2 separate regions of the Gossypium arboreum genome follow, and region 2 is linked to region 1. A link is a contact called in public Hi-C data. All regions are on one chromosome and are shown on one strand. Each heading gives the region's core, a stretch centred on a gene start, on an enhancer-like site or on the middle of the called end of the contact. The rest is flanking DNA. Distances are from core to core; before and after follow the strand shown.

The links. A called contact is a pair of places that touch in the nucleus more often than the background predicts.
Region 2: a contact with region 1 is called in a Hi-C map of leaf, with 4 times the contacts expected there. The contact joins the promoter of LOC108462922 here to the promoter of LOC108461391 in region 1. A contact is called at or near these places in 2 of 5 Hi-C or Micro-C datasets (both in leaf).

The regions. Positions count from the first base shown.
Region 1 is chr13:32,302,817-32,305,895 of ASM2569848v2, reverse strand. LOC108461391 reads right to left here and starts at 1,583. Exons shown (of 7, transcript XR_001867733.2): 1 at 1,166-1,583; 2 at 998-1,068; 3 at 738-913; 4 at 1-105.
Region 2 is chr13:32,576,670-32,579,869 of ASM2569848v2, reverse strand. It overlaps LOC108462922 (cytochrome b5), which reads left to right and starts at 1,634. Exons shown (of 3, transcript XM_017762837.2): 1 at 1,634-1,936; 2 at 2,926-2,992; 3 at 3,105-3,200. The coding sequence starts at 1,850.

The DNA of each region.
Region 1 (3,079 bases), core at 334-2,833:
AGAGCCAAATCATCTGGTATTTCTCTTCGTTCTCCAGCTTCATCCAATCTTTTCTTATATTCTTGAGTATAACTCTGCAGTTCCTCCATGCTGGGACAACCATATCTGATGAAAGGAGCATTGGTCTTTTAATATTATAAACCCCAGAGATTCAATTTCAAGTGCCAAGCTACATCACAAGATGACTGCATAATTCCTCTGGAAGTTTTCTACTTTTCAAGAGAAAAAAAAGGGGGTACAATTCATTCCTTTTTCTAAGTGTGTTCCCATTTTTCCTAATTTTTTCATCAGATACCAAATGAGTTGGGTCAAGCGCAATAAATTAGACTACTAGGTTACTTCATTTGCTACTTACATTCTGCTTCCAAAAACAAATGGTAAAAAGCAATGAATTAAAAGGAAATCTTAATTACTGAAATCGAAAAAATTATTAAAATGAAACACTGAAGATGTAGCCACATTTGGAGTAGCAAGGTTGTTGTACATTGGCACCATAGGAGTTCAAGCCTTGTGCAACCCATCCCCTCCCAAAGTTTGTAAACGTAAAGCTATGTATTTCATTCTCACAAAGATATATATTCTTCAAATCATTCACTACCAGAGATGCTGTTTGCCTTTCATTTCCAGAACAAATATAAGAGATAAAAGCAACAATCAAATGACAGCTATTAGTTAGGTTCTTGAAAGAAGCTTCAGTTTCTCCAGCTTGTTAGCGATCCATAAGGAAGAATACTTACTCATCTGACAATTTGTCAAGTCTGACATAAATGTATCCACGAGGTGTAGTCTTGAAAGCATAAAGTTTAATGTCATCGCTAAACAGTTTTAGTGCATCATGGGCTATAGAGAGAGCAGATTCACCCCAAGGAACACCTTGCAATACAATTCCACCACCATCCCCTCCATCACCAACCTACATTCATAAAATAACATAAAATAAAAAGACCCGTCATCAAAAGCAAGGAAAGAAATCCAATAAGATAGAAACAATGCATACCTTGGGCTCGACGGTTTCATCCTCTTCTTCCCACTCATCCGTGAATTCTCCATCATCTTCAGCAGTTCCATCTGCTCAAACCAAGAAGTTCAAAAAAATCGGTTACTGACACAGAACTCTGATCAAACACTTGGTATGCACAGCAGAAGAAAGGAAAAAAGGAATAACAGAAACGCAGTTCTTCTTCTTCCTGTTGGTGGTTCTCGTTTTTGTTGTGAACGGAGGCTGTGTTGTGGAATAGACGGCGAGTGAAGGAAGAAGTGAAAGAGGAAATGGATTTTAGTTCAAAAGGAGGAGGAGGGTTAAGGGCAGTGGGAAGAGGTAAAGGAGAGAACCTTGCAGAAGACAAGGATGAAGCGGCGAAGCCCAAGGAAGGCCTTCGAGAGCTTCGTAACACAGACCGAAATATAATTCTACTATTGCTCATTCTTCTGTTTTACCCGCTCCCTCTTCAGCTGCCTTACACTTAATAGCAGCGCTTTTAACTGTTATTCTCTAAAGACATGCCAACATAACCCCTCGTACATTATCTTCAAGCCTTAACATTTGTTTCTATTATTAAAACAGGCATAAGAATTTTTGATAACGAAGAGATGTATTGGAGTGTATTAAAATATATTATTTTCAAATAATTTTAAATATTACCTTAAAAAATAAATATTTATATTGTAGTCACCCTTAATTGTAAAAAATAAATAATAATATTTTTTATAAATGAGTCTTGCACATTTGAACTTTCTTGTTAAATATATTAAATATTAATAGACTAAATTCTTGTTGTAAGGTCCATTATGAGTATTATGGCTCAAGAGGTGTTCATGGATTGATTGATTTGATTGGCCTAATTAATTCAATGCATTTTGGGAGACGCCTGAGTTTGTATTTTTCAATTTTGAGTTGACTCCTTTTAATATTTATAAATAACAAAAATATATAAAAGTAATTTTATATTAATATTTATATATTCTATAATTAAATTTAAATAATTTTTATCATTTTTCAAACGGTAAAATGGGCCATTTGATTAGGCCTAAATGGTTAAGTTTGGGCATGAAAATATTTTAGATTTAGGTCTCAGCCCATTAACCTTTCTACTTATAAAACTCAACTTCATATATTGAACTGTTATTTTTGAGCCTATTCAGGTTGAAGCCCAATTTGCTTTTCTAGTAGATTCAGAAATCAGCTCACTATTAACTGGATAAGATTGGCCCTAAAACGTGTACAATTTTGCAATATTATTTTCTGATAATTGCATTACCAAAATTGAAAAGTTAGTGTATCTATTTTTTATTTTTTTATATGCATGAAATTAATATTTAAAAATTTATATGTAATAAAATAGTAAAATCAATAATTCAAGTTAATGTGTTTACTAATAACTAAATAAACTTTTGATCCTCATATAGTAGAACCAAATTTTGATAAATTGTATATTAAAGGGATGAAAGTTTTAATGAAAACATAATTTTATTTAGAGAAGAAGAAGAAGAAGAACACCACGTAATTGGAAAATAAACATCTTCATCCCCAGTGAGCCCATCCGGCCCAATAGGCGTGAACAACATTTTTAGATAGGGTTTTGGGCAAGATCTTTAAGCATAGAAAAGACGGCTATTTTTCCTCTTTCGTTTTAAATAAAAACCTAAACATTTCACTTTTTTCGAATAAAGTTCTTATATTTTGTTTTTTGTATTTAGATAAAACTCTTATCCTTTGATTTTACTAATTTTTTTATTTCAAATAAGTATGCGTTAATGTTTAGTTAGAAATTAAAAGTTTGGAACTTATTTTAGTTAAATTTAAATATATATTTTAAAAAATATTATAGAAAAAGAAATGTTCGAAATGCTTCTAATTCAAAGAAAAAGGGAAGTGAAGATGAATACATAATATAACATTGCTCAGCAAAGATTTAATTTGTTTTTTAGCAAAGTCCCTATCCAATTTCTTGAATAAAAAGTTTTAAAAGGTAATAGTATAGGAACAATAAAGGCATACCAATAAATATATTATTGGGGATCGACTTGTATAACTAATGAGATAGTAAAAGTGGAAAAGAACAAACACAAAAGAGGCTTC
Region 2 (3,200 bases), core at 385-2,884, 270 kb before region 1:
TCTTACACCAAGGGTCTTTGTGCAAAGAAAAAGAATCATATTTAATAGTCATAGGAAGAATTTCATTATTATATGGATGATTTGATTTGCAAGGACCAAGTCTCCACCCAAACATCTTGATCTTGCATAATGCTTTCAATTCCCAAATTTCCTTCCAACATACATGATGTGGCCTATAGCCCAAAGTGGAGAAGTAGCCCATTGTATCTTGACCTAGTGGAATAAACCCAAGTAGGAGCATGACCCTATACCAAAACATCATCCACCTCATTATCGCAAGTAGGTAGAGCCAAAATATTATTCGCATAGTCTTTAGCAAAGGATGATTGAACCAAAATCTCATTCCACTTTTACTGTTATCCAACAAAAGGGTAGAAATAGTGACATTGTTGGGGAGAGTTCCATTATACTCAAAATCCTTCCTATCGGACAAATCATGCCCCATCTATTAGTTCACACCTTTGCCTTGTGTCCATTACTAATGCGCTAGATAAAATTTGCATATGAAGACTCAAGTAGTCACAAATCCTTTCCAAACATAAAAGGATTTATCAACATTTTTTATAAAAAAAATATATATCACTTGATGGAAAGTATTTAGTTGAGAAAATCACAAGGTCTCATTATGGTGTATTAGATGCCAAATTTGCTTGCTCAAAAGTGCAATGTTGAAGAGCTTGGTATCTTGAAAATTGAATCCCCATCCCTTTAGGCTTTCACATAGTTTCTCATGCCAACATTGCCCACCCTTTGTTTGTTCTAGTTTGAACTCACCAATATTTACGAATAACGCGAGTAATATCATCAATTAACACAATTAGGCAAAAGGCAGCTACTCATTAAAGAAATATTTAGAACTTATTAAATTATTTTTATATATTTTTATTAATATGTAATCTTATCTTAATTTAAATCTTTTATAATACATTAATTGAGTTAGCGTGGGACTAACTTATGACAGGCATATTTCCCTTTGTACTTATGGTGTTTTCATTGTTGTTATATATTAAATATTTGTCAATTTTAATTAATTATTATAATTGTACTTATGGTGTTTTCATTGTTGTTATATATTATATATATATATATATATACACACGAAGAAATAGATAAACTGAAAATTTTATTTTACTAAAAAATAGAAAATTATTCGAAATAATGATTTTTTACGACGGGCCACAGCGGAGGCGGCCGTTTCAAGAAAGGTTGGTGGTGGCGAGCCCATCCTTCATTCGTTGCTGCTCTTTCTTTCAATACCTAACTAAGCAGGTTTAATTCTTCTCTTCGTCCTTATATTCTTTAAACTTTTTTAATTTAGTGTATCTATTTTATTTCCATAAATTTAATCCTCTACTTGTTAAATATAAAAATTAAAATATTTGGAATAAAAAATTTAGGGCTAGCCATGACATATGGCATGAGTTTAAGTTTTTGTTGAATTAGGCCTGATGTTTAAATCTAGACAACCCGTTTTATTTGTTCGGTTAAAATATATTCAGAAATAAAGCAAATAACTGTAAATTGATAAATAAATAAATAAATAAATAAACCTTGAAACCAAGATAAAAAAAAAAAAGACAAGTCTATCTGTACAACTAATTATGGTTTTCCTAAAATTTTCATTTAATTATATTACTGAACTGGTTAAACCCAACAACAAGTAAGTTGTTTCAACATTGCCAAGGACTAAATTTCGAAAGTCCTACAAGTGCAGAGACTGAAGGCAAATTAAACCTTCAAGGAGTGCCCGCCACGCTCCGATTTTTCTATAACTAGGCATCCTAAGTCGGAGACAGGCGCCAAAGGAATCTGAAAAAAGGAAAAAACAGAGACAAAAAGGGTCAAAGCCATGCCGACCCTTACAAAGCTTTATACCATGCAAGAAGCCTCTCAGCACAATACCAAAGATGATTGCTGGATCGTTATAGATGGCAAGGTTCTCTTTCACTTCCCTCGTTCTATTGGGTCTTTATGTATTTACAATTAGATTTGTTTTGTTCATAATTTCTAGTACAGCAGCCTCTTCTTTATGGCTCATCTCAAATGCAATATACTGGTTAGGGTGCTATTTTGTGCAAAGTTTTAGGTTTTTTTTAGATAAAATTTGCAAAGCCCAAGTTTTCGGGGTTTTGCTTGAAGATGATGGTGTTATGCTTATTGGATTGGTTTTTTTTTTTTTTTTTGTATTTTACAAGAAATGACAACCTGTTCTTGCTTTGGGGATGTTGAAAATGGCATAAGTTATTTTATAATTTCCTCTATTTTAGGTGTTATTTGTTTTAGAAACTGAACAGCTTACATAATCATGCGTTGCCTTTGTATGATTATCATGTTGAGGACATGGATTTATATCCATTTTCCAGAAGAGCAACAGAGAACATTATATTTGCAATATGCTCATTTGTGATGCTACTAGCTTTTTTACTTGGTATTTAAAGCATTTCAAGAATTTGCTTTCACTATGCTCATCAGGATGTCAAGTTTGATAGAGAAGTTTTATGTAATGAAACCATGTCTTGTGTCACCCATTAGTACCTATGTCCTGTTCTACTTGGTTTCCTGCTTATGGCACCCGAAGAAGGTAGCTCCACCTGAATGAAATTGGACTCTTAATCGATCACTGTTCAACTAGCTTCAAGGGTTTATGTACTAGTTTTAATGACTAGGAAATGCAGGATGCAACTTAACATCCTGTGCTGAGCTGTGCATTCATTGCTGTGGATGTTTGTAGTGAATCCAATAGTTCGGATCAATTTGGTTGTATCCATACTAAATTACAATTTGCACATGATTGATTAAGCCTAACACCTTGTATTTCCTTCAAAGCACCTGAAAATCCTATACAATGGTCTTATGCAAGTGAAATGAGCTCCATTCCCTTCATTTATCTCTTGATACAAAACGAAGTGTCTTCATCCTTTACAGGTATATGATGTTACTTCTTATTTGGATGAGCATCCAGGAGGTGATGATGTAGTGCTCGAGTCGACAGGTAATGTCCTTGCACTTCTTTACTTTTTTTTATCATACATAGGAGCTGAGAGTGTCCGGAATATAAAATAATGAATCCCCTAAATGGCCTGCTGCCAATGATCTCCTTGAAGGGAAAGATGCAACCGATGATTTTGAAGATGCTGGACACAGCAAAAGTGCAAAGGAGCTCCTGCAAAGCTTTTGCATTGGTGAACTTGACACGTCCT